Regions from separate parts of the Pan troglodytes genome. Here region 2 is linked to region 1. The links are chromatin contacts, called in public HiChIP or PLAC-seq maps. All regions are on one chromosome and are shown on one strand. Each heading gives the region's core, a stretch centred on a gene start, on an enhancer-like site or on the middle of the called end of the contact. The rest is flanking DNA. Distances are from core to core; before and after follow the strand shown.

The links. HiChIP or PLAC-seq counts read pairs in DNA pulled down with a chosen protein or histone mark.
Region 2: a contact with region 1 is called in an H3K4me3 HiChIP or PLAC-seq map of stem cell-derived excitatory neurons, with 7 times the contacts expected there. The contact joins two enhancer-like sites. A contact is called at or near these places in 1 of 7 Hi-C or Micro-C datasets (stem cell-derived neural progenitor cells) and 1 of 1 datasets of contacts at active chromatin or transcription factors (stem cell-derived excitatory neurons).

The regions. Positions count from the first base shown.
Region 1 is chr15:100,075,376-100,078,183 of NHGRI_mPanTro3-v2.0_pri, reverse strand. It overlaps LOC107968339 (a long non-coding RNA gene), which reads left to right. Exons shown (of 3, transcript XR_001709447.3): 2 at 509-787. Among named protein-coding and RNA genes, the nearest start is that of HSP90AA1, 24 kb to the left of the region's middle. Within about 2 kb of position 1,298, at least 4 of the 24 cell types and tissues checked have an H3K27ac peak or open chromatin away from gene starts, as enhancers often do. A contact at or near this core is called in stem cell-derived excitatory neurons, where this site is marked.
Region 2 is chr15:100,528,003-100,530,834 of NHGRI_mPanTro3-v2.0_pri, reverse strand. No RefSeq gene overlaps it. Among named protein-coding and RNA genes, the nearest start is that of ANKRD9, 6.9 kb to the right of the region's middle. Within about 2 kb of position 1,379, at least 14 of the 24 cell types and tissues checked have an H3K27ac peak or open chromatin away from gene starts, as enhancers often do. A contact at or near this core is called in stem cell-derived excitatory neurons, where this site is marked.

The sequences.
Region 1 (2,808 bases), core at 49-2,548:
TTGGGAGGCTGAGGCAGGAGAATCGTTTGAATCTGGGAGGCAGAGGTTGCAGTGAGCCGAGATAATACCACTGCACTTTAGCCTGGGCAATGGAATGAGACTGTCTCAAAGAAAAAAAAAAAAGAAAGAAAAAGAAAGAAGTGTGTGTGTTCATCCTGGGAAAACGGGCCTCTACGGCCCTCTAGGGCTTCCTGCTTTCCCTGGTGCCTGATCCAGAAAAGGTGCTCAGATACTGAACGCCTAAACCAGATCACCGTTGCAGGTGGGTGGAGGAGTAAAGATGCAGCACCCTGGAAACCGAGAGCATTTCAGTATTGCCCGGGAATGAAGGAGTCTGAGTCTCAGCTCACGCTAAGGCTCTTAGGAACCACGCTGGGGAGAAGGAGCTTGAGAAATCTTTCACAACACATTTCAAGGAAAGGATGTCTGGTTTTGAACTAAAACTATTGGTGAATTGTTAAATATTGTTAAGTGGGAACTTCTGAATCACGTTTTTCCTTTGAGGCAGAAATGCGGCATTGAGTTAAGCCCTGGTCTGAACCTGAGGGCAGCCTGGAGGTCAAGGCAGAGGTCATCTGTTCTGAATCCTGACGCACCCACCATGCCTGGAGTGGGAGCCTGGAAGATTTTCTCTTTGCTCTTTGACGGTGTGGAGGGTGGGGACAGGTCTGGAGAGTACATCTGCTAACCCCTCTTTGTGGAGAGACCATTCTGCGTCTGCTGGGACCCCAGTCTCCCCCGCTCGTCTCTCCGGAGCTTGCTCCCCAGACTACCTTCTGGACCCCAGGTAGGAGCTCTTGGAGGCGTTTCTGGCCTCGTAGCCGCCTGGCCCTACCGGCTGCCGCTCCCCCAGGCGTGGCTGCAGGGGTGGGGTGACAGGGCTGGTGGCTCCGGGAATCCGGTCAGTCCATTCTTGGGGAGGGAGGCCACCAGCGTGCCTGAGGCTTTGGGCTGTCTGGGGAAAGCCCTGGCCTGTCATCTTTGTTCTCTTACTGCCTGGTTGACAAGCATTTAATTATTATTATTATTAATGTTTTGCTATTATCCAGCATTTTACTAATGCATCAGACAATTGCATTTACAAACTAAAATGTTAAAGGCGTTCATGAGGAAACCTGTACTGATCCTTTGCCATCTGGCAGTGGTATGTGCAATTAGCAAAAGACCCCAGAAGATGTCTGGTGACAAATGCACCCTCTGGTGTTCCATTTGTGTTTTGCTGTTGGGTTTTTCATACCACTTAATCGTCACAGCTTATGAAGTTGGGAGCTGGCGTGGACGCGGGGGCGGGGCCAAAACGGCCAGGGGTGGGGCCCACACTAACAAGGGGCGGAACCGAGGGCTGGTCAGAGTTGCTTTGCTACTCCCTAACGTTTCCATTCTATTTTCTTTTATTTATTTATTTATTTATTTTTATTTTTATTTTATTTTTTTGAGAAGGAGTTTAGCTCTGTCGCCCAGGCTGGAGTGCAGTGGCGCGATATCAGCTCACCGCAACCTCCGCCTCCCAGGTTCCAGCGATTCTCCTGCCTCAGCCTCCCGAGTAGCTGGAATCACAGGCATGCGCCACCACGACCGGCTAATTTGTTTTTTTTTTTTTTGTATTTTTAGTAGAGACGAGGTTTCACCATGTTGGCTAGGCTGGTCTCAAACTCCTGACCTCAGATGATCTGCCCGCCTCAGCCTCCCAAAGTGCTGGAATTATAGGTGTGAGCCACCAACTCAGCTTAATGTTTCCATTTTAAAATGTCAGTTTTGCCGGGGCGGTGGTGCCTACCTGTAGTCCCAGCTACTTAGGAGGCTGAGGTGAGCAGATCCCTTGAGCCCAGGGTTTCAAGGCCAACCTGGGCAATATAGTGAGATGCCTCCATCTCTTTTAAAAAAAAAAAAAAGGCCAGCACAATGGCTTACGCCTGTAATCGCAGCACTTTGGGAGGCTGAGGTGGGCGGATCATCTGAGGTCAGGAGTTCGAGACCAGCCTGGCCCACATGGTGAAACCCCATCTCTACTAAAAATACAAAAATTAGCTGGCATGGTGGCGGACACCTGTAATGTCAGCTACTTGGGAGGCTGAGGCAGAAGAATCGCTGGAACCCAGGTGGCAGAGGTTGCAGTGAGCTGAGATTGGGCCACTGCACTCCAGCCTGGGCTACAGAGCGTGACTCCATCTCAAAAACAAACAAAAAAACAAACTGTATTCTAAAACTAAGCTATGAAGTTGAAGGATGATACCTTTGGAAAAATGAGACCATAGTTGCATTCAAACTACCCCCCACCTCTTTTATCTGTTTTCCCTACAAGTTGGAGTATTTCTACGTTTTGGAAATGTCACTTTGAAATGACTGAAGTTGTGGCGACCCAAATTGAATACTAGATGATTTTTTGTCTAGCCTGGTCTTTTGCCTATCGTGGGTCCTTAAATGTTTGACTAAAGATGCCTCCAGTCCGGACCGATGCCTCTCCCCTTCTTCACTGAGTACTGGCATCGTGAGTGGCACTTGCTCTTCCTAACTTCAAGTGGAAGGAACAACATGTCTCTTAGATAATGTCTTTTTTTTTCTTTTTTCGCTGTTGTCACCCAGGCTGGAGTGCAATGGCATGATCTCGGCTCACCGCAACCTCCACCTCCTGGGTTCAAGTGATTTTCCTGCCTCAGCCTCCTGAGTAGCTGGCATTACAGGCGCATGCCACCACGCCCGGCTAATTTTGTATTTTTAGTAGAGATGGGGTTTTACCATGTTGGTCAGGCTGGTTTTTTTTTTTTTTTTTTTTTTTTTTTTTACCCCCGAGACGTAGTCTCGCTGTCT
Region 2 (2,832 bases), core at 130-2,629, 450 kb before region 1:
GACATTTCACTCCAGTTGGGCCTCCAGATCCCTACAGCTGTAGAGTGATCCCAGCGGACACCACAGGAAGCAAAAGAGCCATCCAGTCAATCCAGAGAACCGCAAACAATCCTACATCGTTGCTGTTTAAAGCCACCCTGGCAGGGTTGTTTGTTGCACAGCAGAAGAGAACTGATACACTGTGGAGATCTCCTTGTCTCTCAGGGGTCACCGGCATAACCTGCAGCTCCTCCACCCTCCACCTTTCCCCTTCCTGTCCATCACTTTTGAAGGGTGGGCAGTTTACCTAATCACTGCCCTCCTGGGGCCAGGAAGCCCCTTCCAGTTCAGCCCTCTGCTCCCTTCACAATGGGCATTGAGGAAAGCATCTCCTGGCAGGGCCTCCGCACCCCTCCAGGCCCTCAGCTCCCTGCTGGACATACGGACATAGGGTGGCATAGTGAGGGGTGGCTCCTGGGAATCCTGATGCCGCCACCTGGACAGCACTGGACCCTCAGTGGGCTCTGCTGACAGTGTCCTGGGGGTTCCTGGATGGGGACAGATGACAGGCCGAGGGGGTGGCGCAGCAGGGATAGGAGCTGCAATGGAAGGCTAGGCCGAGTCCCTCCCCACACTGCCCGCACGCTCTCCCCTGCATCCAGCTCCTGAGGCGCTCTGGCCTCAGCATCTGCACCTGTGAAGTGGGCCTGGAGTATGCGGAAGTCCCAGCCAGGCAGACACACAGGAGCCTGGTAGACGTGCGGCTGGGGAAGGCAAGGGAAGTGGCAGTTGGGACGCGCGAGCAGGCCGGGCTGCGTGGACGGCCACCAGGTGGAGGGTACAGGAGCGCTGGGGTCCGCTCTCCTAGGGAGATGGGGCTCGGACCGGGGACCCTGTCACCCGCAGTCCGCGGGCCGCGGGCGGGCAGAAGCAGAGCCTGGGACCTTGAGGGCGTCTCCCGACTGGGCGGGGGTCGGCGCTCGTCCCCGCTGGGAAGGCCGGGAAGCGGAGGAGCGCACAGCCCCCTCCCTGCGCCCAGCGCGGTCCGCGGACTCCGGCTGGGGGAGGGGAACCCGGAAGGGGCCCGCCGGACCACCTGCCTCGCCCGCCCCGCTGGGACCTCCGATCGGCCCAGCCAGGGGCAGGCGCAGTGGCCGCGGCGCGGATGGCGGGACTGTGGCCATTTCACCCGGGGGGAGGTGGAGACCCTGGTGGGCGGGGGGCCCGCCGAGGCCGCGGGGCGAGGGGAGAGCGGAGTGGGCACTCAGCCCGCGAACCCCGCCCCCGGGGCCAGGGCGCTGGGCGTCCCCGCCCCCGCAGCCTGGTGCGCCCGGGTCGGGGGTCCCTCGCCCGGCTTCGGCGGAGGCTGCGGGTCGCAGTGACGTCCGCGGCCGCCAGGGGGCGGTGTCGGGCCGCGCTGGGCGCTGGGCGCTGGGGTCGGGCTCCGGGCTGCCGCCCGCTTTCCCCTGAGCGGATGGGGATACTGAGGCCCGGACCCAGCCGTCACGGGCCAGGGCCTCGCCTCTCCCCGAGGGCGGTCGGCAGGGTCCGACCAGGGAACACCTCCGCCCCTGCAAACTCTCTCCGACCATGGCGCAGTTCAGCGGTGCTCAGTCCCCAACCCATGTCCCGGCCCCTTCCCCGCCTCGGGCCCGGAAAGTGATCTTGCGGACGCAGGGACCCGGCGGGTCGGGCATGTGGGTAGAGGGCGCGCCCGCGCACTGGCCGCTGTCACCCTTGGGACTGCCCTGCACTGTGCGACCTGGGCCGGGCCAGGCCCTCCGGTCTCCGTTGCCCCTTCTGACTCACTGCTCTTCAAGCTGCAGCAAAGTCACAGCAGGCTTCGCCATGACCATGTCAGCCATACCCCTTCTGATGGTCACCTAGGTAGTTTCCAGCTTTTCCTTATTAAAGATGCAGCAGTGACTCTATCTCCCTAGTACTTGGTATGCACTTGTATTCTCTTCAAAGCTTTAATAATGAAATAGACATGAAATATAAGGCTGGGCGCGGTGACTCGCGCCTGTAATCCCAGCACTTTGGGAGGCCTAGGCGGGCGGATCACGAGGTCAGGAGATCGAGACCATCCTGGTTAACATGGTGAAACCCCGTCTCTACTAAAAATACAAAAAAAATTAGCCGGGCGTGGTGGCGGGCGCCTGTAGTCCCAGCTACTCGGGAGGCTGAGGCAGGAGAATGGCGTGACCCGGGGAGGCAGAGCTTCCAGCCTGGGCGACTCCGTCTCAAAAAAAAAAGAAAGAAAGAAAGAAAGAAAATACAAAATTCAGCTAAATTCTTTTTTTTTTTTTTTTTGAGATGGAGTCTCGTTCTGTCACCCAGGCTGGAGTGCAGTAGCGCCATCTCGGCTCACTGCAACCTCTGCCTCCCGGGTGCAGGTGATTCTCCTGCTTCAGCCTCCCGAGTAGCTGGGATTACAGGTGCCCACCACCATGCCTGGCTAATTTTTTTTTTGTATTTTTAGTAAAGACGGGGTTTCACCATGTTGGCCAGGCTGGTCTCAAACTCCTGACCTCAGGTGACCTGCCTGTCTCAGCCTACCGAAGTGCTGGGATTCCAGGTGTGAGCCACTGCCCCCGGCTGCTAAATTATTTTATGAAACATTAAAGAATTAGGTCAGTTGAGGTGGCTCACACCTGTAATTCCAGCACTTTGGGAGGTTGAGGCAGGAGGATCGCTTAAGCTCAGGAGTTCAAGACCAGCCTGAGCAACATAGCAAGACCTGGTGTCATGTCTACAAAAATAAAAATTAAAAAATTTATTTTTTGTGTGTGGTGGCCATGTGCCTATAGTCCCAGCTACCTGGGAGGCTGAGGTGAGAGGATCACTTGAGCC